Regions from separate parts of the Mus musculus genome. Here region 1 is linked to region 2. A link is a contact called in public HiChIP or PLAC-seq data. All regions are on one chromosome and are shown on one strand. Each heading gives the region's core, a stretch centred on a gene start, on an enhancer-like site or on the middle of the called end of the contact. The rest is flanking DNA. Distances are from core to core; before and after follow the strand shown. Region 1 has its middle 49 kb from the start of Hpf1. Region 2 holds the start of Aadat (aminoadipate aminotransferase).

Region 1 (4,939 bases), core at 474-2,973, 340 kb before region 2:
TTGATCTCTGCTTGCTAAACTGACTGAACTAATCTTTCCTGAAATGCCTGGAGCCCCTTCTCCCACTTCCCAGGCCATCCAGCCCCTGTGGCTGGCCTGCAGAAAGCCAGCTTCCAGTCACTCAGGTCCCCTTAGCCTCGTGAAATGAAAACACTAGAGGCTTATACTATACCAGCCAGATTTATAACGGTAAATCTTCAATCCCAAAATGCCCGTGCAGAGAACACAGAACTCAATTAATATAAATACAAGTGCACACCTCGGTTGGGCAAATGTATCCCACACTACTCTATTGCCTATCTATGAAATCCCCAGCTCCTTATAGCTCCTCCAGGCCAGGTGGGTCTGCTCCATCTTAATCTCCTCCCTCTTTCCCCTCTCTAAAACTTTCAGCTCCGCCTTTTCCTTCAGATGTCCAGTCACAGGCTCTAGCCTTATCTGACCAATTAAGATTTTCACCTGAGTGTGTGATCTACTTCTTATGTGGCACTCCTCTTGAGGGAGCAGAAAATACAAACAGCAATCCACAACATATTTGTGTTTATATTATGCATATGTAGTTGAGCAGAGCAATAGATTACATGGCGATGACAACAGGAGAAGGCATATGTATATGTGTATGTGTATGTGTATGTGTATGTGTATGTGTATGTGTATGTGTATGTGTATGTGTATATGTATATGTTCTCCATTCTTCACAGGCCGTATTAGAGATTTCCCTGTCTCTCCTGCTTTAAATAAACAAGGCACGGGAGAAAAGCATGCTCATTGTGGCTACTCTTCAGCTAGTTCATATTTTATGGGTTTTGTTTGCACATTCATTTTCCAGTCTCGTTCATGTTATAAGTTTGCCTAATGAAGTTTCCTGTTACAAACCTCAGATCTAATTGGATCTCAGAAGTTTTGATTTAGTGGCAGCCACAGAAATAAAGTTAGGTTTGGAAGTTTGTCTTTTGAAGTCCTCTGTCATTAAAGCACATCAATGATAGCTGACAACATTTTCAGTGATTACAGCATAGAATCCGAGCTAAAGGTTCCAATTGTGTTTTCGATGCACCGTGTGTGTGTGTGTGTGTGTGTGTGTGTGTGTGTGTGTGTGTGTGGTCCTTGTATTCTATTATTACTGGGATAAAACCCGAGAGCCTGACTTTAGTTCCACAATAACTTCATGCTGTTTCCTTTGAAGCATCTTTCTATTTATTCTGACTTACTATAAGGTTTTGTTAACGTGGTGGCTGATGCATCCTTTGAAATGATACATTGGCTTTTGACTTAAATCTGTACTTAACGCTATAGAATAACAGGGTCCAGGTTTGGGAGTTGGGTTCCTCGACTCCACTGTGATTACAATTCACCCGTTCGTATGAATGGATGCTTCTGGTCGATGAAGGGCCTAATCAACCACAACTCCTCCCTGAGACTCAGAGAGCTAACAAGCTAACATTACAAACTGCACAAGACCTGTGATACAGGGCAGAGTGGATAATTTGGGTGTGCTTTTGTGTTTTTAGTTTCGTTCGTTTGAATGGCTGCCATTCATTATATACTTTATTAGGGTTGTTTATAAAGTGGTAAAACTAAGTAGCTGAGATTTTCCAGTCCTTAGTTCAGGGACACCGCCTTCTCCAGAATAGCTGACATGTCCTCACTGGAACCCGTATTTCTGTTGCCTATTTCCTTTGTCCTGCCCCATTGCTACTAGGCAAAACCCCATGTAACTCACCTCTGTGATCTGCCCGGGCCTGTTCTCCGTCCTTCCTTCCACAGTTGCAAAACTGACAGCCAGCAGATGGATTTGAAACTCTCTAGTAGAATCATATGGTTCTCAGGATAAAGCCAGAAGTTCTCTACAGACCCCAGAAGACTCAGACCACCTGTCCTCACCCACAGTGCACTGTGCTGTAGTGCATTGTGCTGTAGTACTGCCACTGATGGACAATCAGCCTCGCTCTGCCTCAGGTCCCCTCTATCTGGAATCCTCTTAATCCTGGATGGCTCTGCACTACCCATGCAGCAGAAGCCCATTTGAATATCCCTTCCTACAGCAAGCAGGAACCTAAAGCCTCTAGGGTGAGTTAGTGTCCCTGGTTTTAACACATTATATTTCTCCACAGTAGACTGTGTCATAATTGCAATTGAACAATTCTGAAAATATTTTTGCTATTATTTCAACTATTACAATATTTGCAATTGAGCAAATAATAAAATTATTTACTTTTTTTTTTTTGTCCATGTTGGGGAAATTAGAGTATGGTTTCTACTGAAGGTCCTTAAAAAGTCTTTTTGTTTCTATTGAAGGCTTTAAAATTTTTTTTCTACCAATGCCGCTCCAGAGGTTGAGCCAGGTGCCTTGATTATAGTGTTCATTAAATGAATATTTGTTGAACAGATGAGAAGCTAAGGAAGCTGGAGTTTAAACACAGTTTTGAATATGCTCTTGCTTAATGCTATTAAGTGAATGAAATGGTAACATGAGCTGGAGTAAGTCAATTCCAGGTGGGTTTCACCTGGGACCTGTATAAACAGTTGGCGTCTCAGGCTCTGTCTTAAAAAACACTGGTGCCTTCTACACTGAGGCCAAGAGCCTGACAACATAGCAATGATTGTAGGTGACAAATTTGGGAAGCTGTGGGCCAGTTGGTGGTAGGAAGCATGCTTTTGAAAGCAAGCCCCTAAATACAGGCCTTTTGGATGATGACCTGGACCTACCAGTGGCATCACATCTCTGGTTCCTGATTTGCCAAGGTATGACCAGCTATGTCAGAGTCCTGCTGCCCTCTCTTCCCCACAACAGTGGACTGTATTCCCTGAACCATGAATAAAACAAACCTCTCTTCTATTAAGCTGGATTTTTGGTTGGGTATTTAGTCACCAAGATATACAAAGAAAGATGGTACCACATGATGTTGATTCAAAATGAATGTAGAAAGAAACAAAATCCAGGAGCAAAATATTAAAGTTTTTATTCTTCATTTAATTTTCTTCTACTGGATGTAAAACCTCTGGGCTTTTGCTTTAATGGGATTAGAGTAGAGGAAGAATTTGGCTGAGGAAATGTGTTGCTTCTTGCTGGCCTGCCTGTTAGTGATTTTTGTTTTATTTTTGTTTTTTAGAAGTGTTATAAATACACTTTCTTTTGGTCCCTTTGAAAAGTTTTTATAGCCGGGCGTGGTGGTGCACGCCTTTAATCCCAGCACTTGGGAGGCAGAGGCAGGTGGATTTCTGAGATCGAGGCCAGCCTGGTCTACAGAGTGAGTTCCAGGACAGCCAGGGCTATACAGAGAAACCCTGTCTCAAAAAACCAAACAAACAAACAAACAAACAAACAAACAAACAAAAAAAACCAAAAACCAAAAAAAACCCCCCCAAAAAACAACAAAAAAAGTTTTTATATTGTAACTATCTAGACAAATTACCATCTAAATTAAGCATCCATGAAGAAATCAATTCACTATCTCTAAGCTAAATTCCATATAGCCATTATTGCTTTCAAGCTTTCATGAGACTACCAGGTCTGTGGCCCTTGGGACTAATAATTCGATTTGTCCCATGTTTGCTGATTGTAGGTTAAGTAAACCTATTAGAAGAGCCAAATTGACATAGATGGTCATGTTTGAATCACCATTGTCAGTAATTTTGTTCTATAATACATTCCTGTTTGAGGTTTTGCATTCTGAGGTATGCTTAATTAGAAAACTATTGCCACTCTAGGCTTCCACATTAATACTCTTTAAAAAATCAAATCTTAGTTTCCTCTGAGTTAGTGGAAATAGCTGTTATATTTTGAGTTACTTCAATATCATGATTTCTTTCATCATACTAGAATCCTGCCATCACAAGGAAGGAACCTTGCATAATGATCAATGATTATATTCAGCTAAGTGTCCAGATGCCAATTTATCTGTATTGATCATTCAGTTAGCAGCTCTTTTGAATATCCAGGCTAGTGTTAAGAATCCCCAGAGGTATTATCTGGTAAAATGTGACATTCAGCAAGGAGAAACATGTTTATTCTATAGGGTTCCAATGGCATATGTTTATAATATGTTCATTGTTCTTTGATCAATCAACAAAATTGATGAGTTGGAGCTCATTAAGCAAACCGCTTGTTATTCTTGTTTTATGATGCTGGAGGCAAGGTCCATGGAAAGTAAGTGCTCTGTTACAGAACTACGTCCCTAGTCAAGCCTGGGTTTCTGGAACCAAGACACCTTAGGCAGGTTCATATCAGGTTTGCCAATAGGGAACTATTCAGGGTACTGGCTGCTTCCCTCTGCATGTGGTTGCCACCTGCCCTAAATGGCACCACCTACAGTAGATTGTGTCCCCCTACATCAATCATTAATTAAGAAAATGCCCCACAAACTTGCCTACAGATAAATCTTATGCAGACATTTTCTCAGTTGGGAATCCCTTCTCCCAGAGCACTGTATGTAACTTGTTTCAAGCTGACTAAAAACTAATCTTGTTAACTTGACACAAATATGTCACATCAGATAGCTTTTCCATTCTTGTTTATTCTTATGATCTTATATTAATATCACATTATAAAACATAATGTAACTTTAAAAGCTCCCACAATTGTTAACAATTTTAACACTTTAAACGTTCAAAATCTCTGTTAAAAAGTCCAAAGCTTCTGAACTGTGGGCTCCAGTCAAATCAAACTAAGGTAAGGCTTTCCCCCTCCTAGAAGCAGTATAGCACAAAATATGTTGTCTACTGTTGTTGTATTTGTTTTTAATGGGAGTAGAATGGGAAGCTTCTGCTTTCTCATGGTTACAACAAAACTGAGGATACACTCTAGTTAGCATAAATCTAACAGGTCCTTCTGCATTAACCTACTAACTATATCATGTTTTTCATGATTGTATCTAATTATGGAGAAAGAGGTAGCTTGCTAGCATTTGGTTTTATTTGGCAACAATCAAGAAAAGAC
Region 2 (4,491 bases), core at 84-2,583:
CTCCCAGTCACTTAAGGTTGAAAGCTCATCACTGGGGTGTGTGAAGCATTTAGTACTGATTTTGCTTTTAATATTTTAAAGTCTTCTCCCAACTTCCCCAGTCATTGTACACCCCATTAACAAAAGATCTCAGTCACATCATCAATGGCATTTAAAAATGAACCAATAGAATTCTACCGTCTATTGGTCACTTACTTACCCATAGCTTGGAGAGTATTGGAGGGCCCTTTTGATCAAGTCGTCTTCAAACCGGATGGTGCTTCCGTTTTCCACAGTGAAGGCAGCTGACTTAAAGGGGAACATGCTCGGGTTTGGAGATCCAGGAGCCAGGGAGATGAGGGTTTTTGGTGCTTTGCTCAGTATGTCCGCTATGATAAACACAAAAAGAAGAAAAAAAATGTGTCCACCGTCCTGTGGTCTGAACATTAATGTCCCTGACCAAGTCCTATACTCGACTCTAGTACTTGATATGCTATATTAAAGATGGGATTAGATCATTAAAAACTCTGCCGTCAGAAATGGAATTAGTGTTCTTACAGAAGAGACCGAGCTGCAGCGAGAAGCATCATTTATTTGGATTTGTCCTCACTGGGTACCTGATGTTGGGCATGGCAGTCTCCAGAGCCGACAGAACATTCTTGCTGTTTATTAAATTACCACTCCTCTCCTCTAGTCTGACAAAGCAGCATACTGGGCTAAGACTGAATGCTAGTCTGAAATAAATACAAAGTAAATTTTTCTAGACTTTCTCACTGGGGGAGGAATCCAAGAATGCAGATGGCGAAGAAAAATGGAGAGGGCCCCAGCAGCAGAAGGCCTTTTTCCCTGTTGCCCAATACCTGTGTGTGTCCCAACTCCACCTCTGGGTCCCATTCCCCAGTCCTTTAAGAGCCTTTCTCTACAGCTGGCTTGAAAGATGTGCCTCATGCTTGGCCCTTTGGCTCATCTCCAACACCTCAGCAAAAATACTCACTGCCTTGCCTTGCCTTCCAAGCCAAGCTCTTAGTGAACAAAAGTTAAATAACTCCTCCTTCACTAATGCTCACAGGTTGTCTTCACACTTGAATGAATGGGCACAAACCCTAGCGGTGAGCGCCAAAACAGGGCACCATGCAGAGCTTCCGCTAAGAAAACTCCACTCTTGCAGAGCAGGGAGGGCTCTGGCTTTGTTTTTCACCTGTAGTTCTGATGGGAGATGGCTTTCTGGCCAGGCTCGTTGCAGTGAGGAACCGTGAGTAATTCATGTCTCTGCTGGTCGCGTGGAGCAGGATTCAGAAAGCCAGTCACTCGGGATGCACTGTTAGCTGTCCCTGTGTAGTGCCACCCAATCTGCCTGCCTACCGGCTGCGGTAGGTGTCTGAGATCTAAATAGACCCGGGTCAGGAGGCAGAAGGGACAAAGTCCATCCACAGAGGGGCAGTGGCTGACCCGGGTGCCCTCTCCCGCCCCGCCGGCCGGCCTATGGCAGCTGACCACAGGCAGCCCAAGTCACTGGTCAGGGATGGGCTTGGAGAGACGAAAACCGCTAGGCCCTGCTGTGATGCACGATAACAACAGGGATCGGTGCCCGAATTCACATAAACGCAGCGTGGATTCTTGACCTTGCTGCTCAGAGTCTCGCAACTGCTCAGAGCCTCGCAGCACAGCTTTGCTATTGGCCAGCCCCCCAAACCCTCCCCTTCAGATCTTTGAAATGAGCCTCTGGAAGCTGATGGTATCTCAGGATCCTGGTCCTTTAGTACCCTCTGGTGGTAGTTTTATTCCATTGCAGCAGGCATTATAATAGGTGCTTAGCCTTGTTTCTCAGTATCAAGGTGTCTGTCTCTCTGTCTCTCCCTGTCTCTCTCTATCTCTCTGTCCCTTTCTGTCTCTCTTTCCCTTCCCTCTCTCACCCCCACCCCCCAAATCTTCAAGGGGACCCAGATGAATTCAGGTAACTTTACAAAGTAGAAGCCCGGTAGAGTAAGTGGGGATAGTTACTCCCAACCCCAAATTTGAAGACTAAATCTGCAGTCTCCTCGATTCTCAGCCTCTTCTCCCACTGAGTTCCAAAGCTTCCACTGTGTAAGTGCTCGGTTGAAAGTGTGTTGGGTATGGTGAAGATAAAGCGATTATCGAGTATGAAATTACCTGGTTGATGACCATACAAAGAGAAACTGTCTTAAGTTCACAGTTATTTAAAGGAGGGAGCGGTGAATGAATCGCTCAAGGAGTACTTTTGGAAGCTGAGGTGCCTGGGCCATATAGTGAGTGAATTCCAAAATTAATAAAGAACAGCTGAAAACTCAGGGTTCAAGCTTGTCCCTGGGAACAGGACATCTCATGACGTTTGAGGTGTCAGCTTTATTTGACCACTGTAGCTTAAACTAGCTGTGTCAGGCAAGGACTTTGCATCCAAGAGGATGGTCCTCGGGCTGGCAAGAGGGGCTTTGGAGTTATAACCATTCTGACTCTAAAAATAATACGTGCCACAGATAGCCTGACTTCTCAGTGTTGGAGGCCAGCCTCTTCCTGCACTCGTACACTCTGAAGACAGAGCACGAGGCATAGACTCTAAGACCATCAAATCATGAAATAAAGATTCTTTAAAAAAAAAAAAGCTTGCTGCGTTTTCTATGCAGACTTTTCTGTGTTTTAGTTAAGTTTAAATATTGTCTTGATAAAACACCATGACCAAGGCAACTTAGAAAACATTCGATTCAGTGTCCACTGTTCTGCTGGGTTAGATTCTTTGGCCATCATGGCAGGGAGCATGGCAGCAGGCAGTCATGCAGGCATGGCGCTGAAGCTGTAGCTGAGAGATTACAGTTGGATTCTCAGGAAAGAGGCAGGGAGAGATCCCTGGGAAAGATGTGGGTGCTCGAAACTTAGGAGCTTTCTCCAAGCAATATACCTCCTCCAACAAGACCCCACCTCCCCAACTTCCCAAATAGTCTTACCAACTGGGGACAACGTGTTTAAATACGAGAGCCTATGGAGACAAACCCCACTTAAACTGCCACCTCCTGGAATTAGACAGGAAAAATACCTGAGATGCTTCCTGGTTATAAGGTGAATGGTGATTCTGGCCAGGTAGGGAAACAAAGTGACCCATCAGAGAAGGTAAAAGGATGTGGGGGTATTGGTGGTTGTGGTTATAGAAATACACCACAGACCAAAACCACAGTCCAAGGGAAAGGCTGCATACTAGTCGTTCTTCCTTGTTGCTGTAACCAAATCCCGTGGGGAAGCAACTTAAAGGACCAGAGGGCCACTCTGGATTACAGTTCAGGGCATATTGGCCGAGAAACTCGGAGGCAGGAGACTGAAGTGTCTGATCACAAGATTTCTTTTCTTTTTTATTTTATTTTATTTTTTATTAGATATTTTCTTTATTTACATTTCAAATGCTATCCTGAAAGTTCCCTATACCCTCCCCCTGCCCTGCTTCCCTACCCACCTACTCCCACTTCTTGGCCCTGGCATTCCCCTGTACTGGGGCATATAAAGTTTGCAAGATCAAGAGGCCTCTCTTCTCAATGATTGCTGACTAGGCCATCTTCTGATACATATGCAGCTAGAGACACGAGCTCCGGGGTACTGGTTAGTTCATATTGTTGTTCCACCTATAGGGGTGCAGACCCCTTCAGCTCTTTGGGTACTTTCTCTAGCTCCTCCATTGGGGGCCCTGTGTTCCATCCTATTGATGACTGTGAGCATCCACTTCTGTATTTGCCAGGCACTGGCATAGCCTCACTCGAGACAGCTATATCAGGGTCCTTTCAGCAAAATCTTGCTGGCATATTCAATAGTGATCATATGATTTCTACAGTTGGGAAGCAGCAAGTTAAATGAAAGCCTGGACCCCACTGAGACCTCAAGGCCTTCCCCTAGTGAGCCGTTTCCTCCAGAGAGGCTTCTCGTCTAAAGGTTTTAGGACTTTCCTTAATAGCCTCACTGAGTATTACAGGAGAGATTTCACACTCAAACCACCACAGGCTGTCAAGATTTAAGAGGAGGAGAGCTCGGCATTCAGTCAGTCTGGAGTCACAAGTTAAAACTTATTGACAGAGAGGAAGGACTCTGGCTTCATCAAGGGTGCAGGAGCAGTTGTTTCCAGGAAGCAAGATGAATGTATAGGTGACTCTTAGTTTAAGATTAAGTTTAAGATTTAGTTTAAGATTAAGACTTAGTTTAAGATTGCCAGAGGATAGAACAGAAGGGCCCAGATCCTTTATCCAAACATTTATTGAGTCCTTATTCTCTGCCAAGGAATGCAATGAATTTTAAAGGACGTTGGAAACAATTCATTGCTCTCAGAGAGCAGAAGAGGTGAGTGATTTTATACAAGGAATATGTCTTGCTTGTAAGATGGATACAAGCTCAAGAAAGGAGATGGGGGTGGGGAGTGGGGGCAGGGGGTTAGGTGGGTGGGGTGATAAGTTTTAGTAGACGGATTTCACAGCTGGATTGGAAACTTATATTCTGTTATGATCTTTGTCATGGTTGAAG

What was found. HiChIP or PLAC-seq counts read pairs in DNA pulled down with a chosen protein or histone mark.
Region 1: an H3K4me3 HiChIP or PLAC-seq map of embryonic stem cells shows a contact between it and region 2, with 14 read pairs. The contact joins the enhancer-like site here to the promoter of Aadat in region 2. A contact is called at or near these places in 8 of 39 promoter capture datasets (cranial neural crest, embryonic stem cells, hippocampal neurons and 2 more), 2 of 484 Hi-C or Micro-C datasets (embryonic stem cells and pre-megakaryocyte-erythroid progenitors), 5 of 115 datasets of contacts at active chromatin or transcription factors (embryonic stem cells and stem cell-derived neural progenitor cells) and 2 of 9 other capture datasets (adipose tissue and pancreatic islet).

The regions. Positions count from the first base shown.
Region 1 is chr8:60,839,340-60,844,278 of GRCm38.p6, reverse strand. No RefSeq gene overlaps it. Among named protein-coding and RNA genes, the nearest start is that of Hpf1, 49 kb to the left of the region's middle. Within about 2 kb of position 1,723, at least 16 of the 459 cell types and tissues checked have an H3K27ac peak or open chromatin away from gene starts, as enhancers often do. A contact at or near this core is called in embryonic stem cells, where this site is marked.
Region 2 is chr8:60,502,966-60,507,456 of GRCm38.p6, reverse strand. It overlaps Aadat (aminoadipate aminotransferase), which reads right to left and starts at 1,333. Exons shown (of 13, transcript NM_011834.2): 1 at 1,178-1,333; 2 at 200-368. The coding sequence starts at 1,244.